Regions from separate parts of the Bombyx mori genome. Here region 2 is linked to region 1. Evidence: chromatin contacts called from public Hi-C data. All regions are on one chromosome and are shown on one strand. The core of a region is the stretch at or near the end of the contact, and the rest is flanking DNA. Distances in the headings are between cores, read along the strand shown.

Region 1 (4,669 bases), core at 708-3,207:
TCCCATCACAAAAATAGGATGGAACTACTACGTAAGCATCAAAGTAACTGAGATTTGCGGCCAACGAAAGGCGGGAGGGCTGTCCCAAATGAAAATATGAAAAATTGTAGACTAAAATTGGCTAGACTAGATTTCAAAAGTTATAAGGATAGTTACTATATTACCGACACAAAATAGCAGCAGGCTATACGCTCTTCGGATGTTAATAAGCAACCGAAACTCTTGTACACACCCCAATGAAATTACTGACATTAGGTTGAAATCTGCATGGTATAATATACTAATGAGTATCCTATTATTCAAAGCGAAAACTACGATTATTCACGGTCGAAATAATAAGGAGGGTGCACCAGGCAAGGGAATGAACTAATTATGCTTTACTTAGCAAAGCATAATTAGTTCAGAAAACTAATATTACGGACCGATAGTGGCATAGTCCACTACGATTGCGAGACTAAGCTGTCATTAATTTTGACTTTGGTAAAACACAATTCTTTTTCTTTTCTATCAGGTCACAGACATCCACTGTTGGACAAAGGCCTCTCCCAAGCCTCGCCTCAAAGATCGGTCCTGCGCTGCCTACATCCAGCGGATACCCCGAACCTCAATAAGTCGTCGCCATCTTGTGGGAGGTCTACCCACGCTACGTCTTAATAATCTTAATAACGCAATAATTATGTTTTATAATTACCTGTCCAAATGATCCCTTTCCGATCGGTGAGGAGATCTCGTACCGGTCGAGGAACTTCTCTCCCTGCTTAATAATATAATCGTGATTATCGTCATCGTAACCGTCATTGTATAACTTCTTCTCCTTCTTGTGCGAGCCATCCTCGCCCAGGTACTGCTGCGCTCTCCGTTTTTTCTTCGCGTAATATACCTGTTAAAAAAATAATTTAAACATTATTTATAAAATGTTTTAGAATAATTCAACACATAGTTGTAAACTAAATGAAAGTTAGTAAGTGAGTGACTGCAATAATAATAGTAATAATAATTATTATTATAACCGTATTATATTTATATTTATAATTTTTGATTTCGTATTTCCCAGTTCTCAGCAATAAATCATGGGTAAAAAAAATCATTAAAAATATTTTTGAACAACCATATAAATATGAGATGTTAGGATAACCTGTCGAGTGTCAACCCTACAGATACCGGGGCAATAACCAACACAAATCCTAGGTAATACAGGTCGTATGCGTTATAGGAAATGAATAGTTGAGGGAGCGCGGGAATTCGGGTGACGGACGTTGACCCAGATATGAGGCTGACATTGATCGACGATGGGTCACGATGTGCCAGTATAAAATATTTGTACAGAACCTGACTACCGAATTTGGAAATAGGAAGTTCATTGCTACATTTTTTTACGAAGCTGATTCATATTGTGAGTCATTGTTTTTGCGAACTCCATACCTGGCTTAAAGCTCGGGTGAACGGCCTGAATCGTCGGCGGTGGTTTTAATATTGGTGTAATTTCGCGAAATAGTTTCGTGCCGCCAACGACGTGCACTAATCGTTATGTGACCTCGATATGTCATTCGGATGCCGTTACATAACTTCGGTTTGACTTAGCAGTAATAATGTCGACTGCACGACATTCGCATCGTGCCGGTGCGGAAGTGTCGCATATCGACTCGGCCGAACGATAACCCAAATATCCGACAGCGACCTACATATTACGCCGTATATTTTACAGACGACCGAGCGCGGCCCGACAGCCGGCAACCGGCGTCACTTCATGGGGTCGTCCGACCTATCTACCGTTTCTCTTGTCTGGAATAACATTAAAACAAGAAAGACGATTCTTTTAATGAATTTTATTCTAGGAATTAAGACCGTTATGTTATGGTAAAGTGGTGATGCCGGATGAGGATGATGTGTTAGGCCAGTGACCGCGGCACGTGGTCGCGAGATGAGCGCGTCGGGCCGGGGAGAGACGGCGCGCGGCGGCTGTCATTGATTTTCCCCGTTTCCCCCTCCGCCCCTCGCCGGCTCTACCTCCCCCCTCCGCGTCTCACCCACTTCCAGCGCCCGATAACGAGGTTAACGGGCGACGTGAGCGTCTCCTAAACTTTAATTATACCCGTACACCCGTCGTACATGTTTAACCCGGCCTCTATTCAACGTTTTGTTTGCAGCACACCTGATAGCGAGATGTGATCCACTGTACGGTTCGAGGTTAACTATCTAATGGACGTCGCGCCGGAGATGGAAATGCGAAGAGCGAAACTAACACCGTGTCGGTCGGAAGTTACCGTTAGATTCAAATCTGTAAACGACATCTAGACTCGTGAGCTGCCGACAACTTCCTTGAATTATTGTATGTAAACAATATGATGGTTAAGCTCATCACGCTTTACGAAATTTTATATAGAGAAAAAGAATAATTAAATTATACAACACATAGACCAAAAGAGTTCTCGTTTATTAAAAATAATAATTAGCTGTTGTAAATTAGTATCCCCTTCTGTATGGATGTCATAAGAGTTTACAAAGCACAAATTCAGGCCACCTGTACACATCAGACTTTCGTATCATTCCATGTACGGACACCAAAATGAAGAAATTTCATCTTAAATGATTTAAAAGGAAAACTTGAATTGCAAATCGCAATCCGGAACTCTTGATACGGAAAACTAATAAGGTGGCAGGTTTGGACAAGTACTATAATTTAATAATATTATTATAGTAGTTGAGAGGAAAAATGAAATAGACTGACGACCTAATGTTGCATCACCGACTAAGAAGATCGCGACCTTACCAGAGCTTAAATTGCGACGCAAAATAATAATAAACAATACCTAAGTGGCAAATCAATTGTTGTTGTTTTTTTTTTGTGTATTTCGATTATAAATAGGCAATATTGGTAATTTCAATGTGTAAACATAAAAGTTTCAGTAAAATTTCTCAAGGGAATGTATTTATTGAAAACTATATGAGTTGTAATTTTTATTTTGAAGTTTATGTTTCGTGTAATATTTACCATCAAAGAAATAGGTATTTACGTTAACATAAAAATAAACAGCGCGTAATAGTTTTTATTTTGGGCTTGGTTTTTTATTCTTCATTTTATTATCTTCGCCCTTTTGATACTTCAAATATTACAAAATTAAAATAATTTCGTTTCTAGTCACTGTTATCCAAGCATCGCCGTGTCCCGTTATTCAATTATGTGGTCCCGGCAATGCGAAGCCGGTCTCTTCCCAATAATATATCTTGTCCATTACTTTTTCGGAACGTAACATTTTCGCAAGATTCACGGTCAGAGGTTTTTTTTGCAGAAAAATTTCGTCTATAGCAAAACTGAGTCCCAAAAATTTATTTTATCACATGCCATGATTAAAATTTTATATCCTATTGGCTTTAATTTAGTTGAGCAATAGCTGTTTTTCCGTACCCACTCTTTCCCTACAAGGAATCAATTTTATCACAAGAGTATTTAATAATTATTAATTGATAATACATATATTTAATAATTATTAATAATTAAATCGAAAAGATAAATAGTTTGCCATTACGTAAAAATTCTTAATTAACATCATATCCATAAAATAAGACAAGTGTCCCATAAGGCATATAAATTTCGATTATTTTCATTATTAAATATTAATGATAAAAAAAATGGAGAGTATAACATTGCGATTAACTAAACCATTGCTCATATTTTATCTTTTTAAAATATGTAACAAATATGTTATAATAATACTAAAATGTTTCTTTAAATAAAAACAGCAAAATTCTTGAGCAACTCGGCGTTATCAAATGGAAACGCTATAATGAACTGCTGTATCAAAAATAATAGGCAGGCGACTTAAGTGCATTGTGATTTATTTGACTTCCTAGCACAATAAGGAACAATAAACAAGCGACGAACGCAGAAAATGAAGTAGTAATCGTGCCAAAAACGAGCCCAAAGTTGTGATGATTTAGCAATTCTATGAGATTTTTATTGCATGCATAATAAAGATATTATGCTAGCTGCATTGCGTTGCATTCGATTAACAAATATGGAAAAATATAGAATGAGTCTGAATCTACGGTCAGATTTTATGTTCAGATAACATAAGAATCTATAGATAGCGTTTCCATACTTTTAAAAATGTTAACATAGTTACAAGTAAAATTGTTAAAAAAGCCTCAGTCTTCATACTGTTTCCCCAAGAGCTATTAAACCATCCTCGCCGAAACCGTCGCTTGCGACGAAGGGCTCGACGAGTAAATTAACCAATAGACATAGCCCACTGAATTTCTCGCCGGATCTTCTCAGTGGGTCGCGTTTCCGATCCGGTGGTAGATTCTGCGAAACACTGCCCTTGCTGGGGCCAGTGTTAGCAGCACTCCGGTTTGAGCCCCGTGAGCTCACCTACACGTCAAGAAGCTGAAATAGCCTCTCAAGGCTATCAGCATAGGTAGGAAATAAAAGAAGCTATTAAGTATTTCTTCAGTGGATTGCAAAGAGACTGCTTGGCCCTGACCTTAACATTGTTGATGTTGATTCGTGATGTAAGAAATTACCACCATATACTGTGGAGCTCAGCTTCTGGATTGCGTGAAAGACGATACGTGTAAGAGGGGAGTGATCGCAGAAATTGTATATGATAGAAGAGTATGGAAGGATAAAACAAGTTGCGCCGACCCCAGGTGACTGAGAGAAGGGCAG
Region 2 (4,669 bases), core at 1,321-3,820, 37 kb after region 1:
GAAACGGTTATAAATAAAGTACTAAATATAAATAAAGACAAAGGAGGAGCATCGCATTAGGGAGACTTAATGTAAAACTGAATTTATTGTATCAATATATGGTACGTACATAGTTATGTGTGTTCAGTCGCGGTCGTTTTGCAACGATTATGCTGTGATTCAGTCCTCGGGCTGGTAGTATATAATAATATCAATATTTTTGAATTATGAAACCTCTAGACTTTCTTTTTTTTCCTACCCTAAGCTGATAGCCTTGAGAGGCTATGTCAGCGTAACCTAACAAGTAGGTAAGCTACCGGGGATCCAACCTGACGAGGTTGCTAATACTAGCCCTAGCAAGAGCAGTGCTTCGCAGAATCTACCACCGGATCGGAAACGCGACCCACTGAACACGAAGTCGAAAAAACATGTTTTACTACTGGTGGTAGGACCTCTTGTGATTCCGCACAAGTAGGTACCACCACCCCGCCTATTTCTGCCGTGAAGCAGTAATGCGTTTCGGTTTGAAGGATGGGGCAGCCGTTGTAACTACACTGAGACCTTAGAACTTATATCTCAACATGGGTGGCGCATTTACGTTGTAGATTTCTGTGGGCTCCAGTAACCACTTAACGCCATGTGGGCTGTGAGCTTATCCATCCAAGCAATTAAAAAAAATAAGAACTTGTCGCATTTTTTTTTTGTTTTTTACAATTCTAATTAAATTAATACCTTTACAAAACATACCAATAAAGTATCCGAAACGAGACCATTCTGCGGTTACGGGCAACCAACCACCACCTAGTACTTCTATTGCTTAGTTTATGTTCGACACCGGGGCATTGTGAAATAACGCCGTTGTAGTTTAAGACTTTATATATACATATTTCATTACGAACATGAAAATTAAACAACTTGTACACGTGTACGCAATAACATTTTAAATAATTCGATTTCAATCACCAAAAGTAGATGTAATAATTTCTTCATATTAAAAGTTTAGAAATCGTAGTTGGCATTATAATTTCGCTGGAATTCTTCGGACATATTCCTCGGAAAGAGGGTCACAATCTAGAACAGCTGATGGTGACAGGAAAGGTAGATAGCAAACGTCCCAGAGGACGCAGTCCCACGAGATGGTCGGACCAAATACGATCTTCTCTAAACATCAACTTCCACAATACCCTTCATGAAGCTAAGGATCGCAGCAGATGGAGGGAAATTGTACGGGAGAAACTAATGCAGCGGGGGAGTCACGACCCTCAGTAATGAGGAAAACGACGCGAGGAGGAGGATAATTATAATTTCGCATTTTTTCTAAAGCGTCACCAGTCAAAACATTGTAAATTTATAAAAACATTTTTTTGACTAGTTTTTAGCACGTAGCCGATTCCTATGGGACGGTTCTTTTCCGTGTAATTTCATAAAACACGAAACACAATGTTGCGCCTCGGGCGGGCTCGGCTCGGGTCACTACGCCGTTTCGCTAAAGGCATGTTTACGAGCGTTCTCTTATACCAGTATCACCGCATTTACTTTATGCAAAGTGAACTGCTTACACGACAAATAAATGCACTTTAGTACACGTTAGATGGGGTTCGAGATGTTCCCTCGAAACATCGTTTTATATCATTCAATTTGCAATCGCAATGTAAGGGACTTTCATGGATATTATTATTGTGAACAACAACATAACAATATTATGTTCTTTGATATTTTTAAGAATTATAAATAAGACAGTTCGTACGTAATCGTTCTGTTTGTTTTGTTAAAACGGTTAATCTGTGTCATAAATATTGCAAATGTGATTTGTGAAATTCCGATCAATGGAAATATGAGAATCACTCATTGTGACTCGATGTCTGAATGTGTGATAGTATACGCACCGTGCCAGGTTCTTAGGTTATCGAACAACTACGAGTATAGTAACCCTTGTTTACTATTTTTTCTTCTATCTATTCTAGTAACCTCGACGGGTTATACTAGATTCACCGAACTAGTAGGTGAGCTCACGAGGCTCAAACCTGACGTCGTTGCTAACACTAATCCTAGCAAGAGCAGTGCTTCTCAGAATCTACCTCCAAATCGGAAATGCAACCCACTGAGAAAATTCGGCAGGAAACTCAGTGGGCTGTGTCTGTGGCTTAATTTACTCGCCGAGCCTTTCGTCGCAAACGACGGATTCGACGAGGACGGTGACCCGTTGCATCTTTTCGAACTTTCTACTAGGCTTCTGAGTCTAGGAGGCACGCGGGGTATGTGGGACTTGACGATCTGCAGATGTTGGGGCAGAGGGCTGGCCCAAGGATATTTTAGGGCCCTACCGTGCCATACACTCTCTTACCCGATGTCCGATCTCCCACGCTCGGAGTAGGGGAGAATACTTGTCTACCCACCCTGCACTATGCCAGTATAAACTGCAATACGTACAAAAATTCTACCAACGAGCATCGCGCAATAAAAATGTATTATTCGATACTAGTTCGAATAGTGTTTATTAGTAAAGGGCGACCTGAACATTTCTCATGACAGTTACATCTAATAGAACCTTTTCAATGAGCACGAGGAATGTCCAGCGGCGCTGCGGCGAGTGAGTACATCCGCGCCGGTCACGAGGTACACGTTTATTGCTCGCTTTATAGGAAAACACGCTTCCGCGTTCCTTGGCACCGAGAAATACCGTTACGCTTTTGCATAATGGACGACAAACGTATCGAGTAGGTCTCATCGATATTTCGGGTTATAACAATATAGATATCGATAGCTTGGTACGTCCGCACCGAATACACGTGTACCGTTTAACAGTTCCGTTTGGTACTTTAAAGGGCTAACCTGATTGGCTATTTTGATTGGAGTGCCTAGCCGAAAATGTTTTTTGTATCTAATCTTATTACGTTCATGGTATGTTTGTTCGAAGGTCGTTCCGCGAACGTGTTTCAAGAAATAACGTAATAGATCGTTTAGTTACTTCAGTTTGTTTGATGTTAATAAAAATATTTATATCCCCAAGAAAGATGATTTGAATTGCTGAAATGGTCATTATTTTAGGATTTAATAAGATAGTACGATCTGGCGTGTCTGATGGGATTCAAAAGTCTATTCAGTTCTCGATCATCCATTACGACATATATATCTAAGCATGATAGCAAGCTCCCTCCAGCACTTAGTGCTCCATGAATAAATGAATAATGGCGGTCGAACGGAACGAGCCCGCGGCATACCAATTTGTGTCCAGGATGCTAATAACGCGTTTCTCGCATTTTTCAACTGTATACGTAACTGCTGAAAGAGATCCCTCATCATTGGCGGTCGGTCGTTTCGTAAAGGAAAAGTAATTGACTTTTTTTATGCTTAGATGGGTAGACGAGCTTACAGCCCACCTGGTGTTAAGTGGTTACTGGAGCCCATAGACTTCTGCAACGTAAATGCGCCACCCACCTTGAGATATAAGTTCTAAGGTCTCAGTATAGTTACAACGGCTGCCCCACCCTTCAAGCCGAAACGCATTACTGCTTCACGGCAGAAATAGGCGGGGTGGTGGTACCTACCCGTGCGGACTCATAAGAGGTCCTACCACCAGTGATTACGCAAATCATAATTTTGCGGGTTTGATTTTTATTACATGATGTTATTCCTTCACCGTGGAAGTCAATCGTGAACATTTGTTAAGTACGTATTTCATCGGAAAAATTGACACTCGCCTGCAGGATTCGAACACCGGTGCATCGCTACACACGAATGCACCGGACGTCTTATCCTTTAGGTCACGACGACTCATAAAACGTTAAATAGCTTTAAGCAGTTTACGTATTGTAAAACGTCTTGAAAGAGAAATTGCATTAAGCGTCAAGAAATCTGGAGAAATTCGAATTCAAAAAGAGAGAGCTCTTTATAATCCAATAAGCGGAACTAAGGAGACGACCGGCACGCAGTCCTCTGGAACCCTAAACCATTAGGTGTCGCTGCGGCGCGCAATTTGCAAATGAAAACAACTTATTGAAATTCTTTCCCGGACCGCATGTCTAGCACACCGAGCGGAGAGCAGCTACGTTATTTGAAACGGCATCTGATTTATGTGGAAATTCGTACCAACAGAACTATAAGATTTCAAAACTTGTTTTTTGGTATTATAGATAACGCGGTCGTTTTAAATAATAATCAGTCTGTACATCTACACGTCAGTACCACGGTTAGCGTGGTATGCACCTGGGACGCGTAGAGAGAAGATGCATGTGACCAGGAAATGTATGGAAACGGTAGTGCAAGGTAGAGGGGGAAAAGGTCGACCGAAGAAGACATGGATGTAGTGTGTGAATGACGAAATCAGAGGGAGAAGGGCGAGCGTTGAGAGAACGGCTAATAGAAGAGAATTGAAGAGAAAAATTAACCAAGCTGACCCCATCTATTTGGGATAAGGTGGAGAAAAAAAGATGATCAGTCTGTACATGAATAAAATCTGTTTTTTTTTATTGCCCTTGTAGGTAGACGAGCATGTAACTATACTTGAGACCTTAGAACTTGTATCTCAAGGTGGGTGGCGCATTGACGTTGTGGATGTCTATGGGCTCCAGTAACCACTTAACACCAGGTGGGCTGTGAGCTCGTCCACCCATGTAAGCAATAAAAAAAAAAAAACGGCCGACCTGATGGTGAGTGGTTACCGTCGCCCATGGACTTCAGCAATGCCAGG

The links. Hi-C and Micro-C count contacts between places; a contact is called where the count stands out from the background.
Region 2: a Hi-C map of posterior silk gland shows a contact between it and region 1, with 1.6 times the contacts expected there. The contact joins two enhancer-like sites. A contact is called at or near these places in 2 of 7 Hi-C or Micro-C datasets (posterior silk gland and whole pupa).

The regions. Positions count from the first base shown.
Region 1 is chr18:4,423,099-4,427,767 of ASM3026992v2, forward strand. LOC101738805 (serine/threonine-protein kinase minibrain) reads right to left here. Exons shown (of 12, transcript XM_004928140.4): 4 at 692-880. Among protein-coding and RNA genes, the nearest start is that of TRNAH-GUG, 18 kb to the left of the region's middle. Within about 2 kb of position 1,958, at least 8 of the 8 cell types and tissues checked have open chromatin away from gene starts, as enhancers often do.
Region 2 is chr18:4,459,926-4,464,594 of ASM3026992v2, forward strand. All of the region lies in intron 3 of LOC101738805 (serine/threonine-protein kinase minibrain), which reads right to left. Among protein-coding and RNA genes, the nearest start is that of TRNAH-GUG, 55 kb to the left of the region's middle. Within about 2 kb of position 2,571, at least 6 of the 8 cell types and tissues checked have open chromatin away from gene starts, as enhancers often do.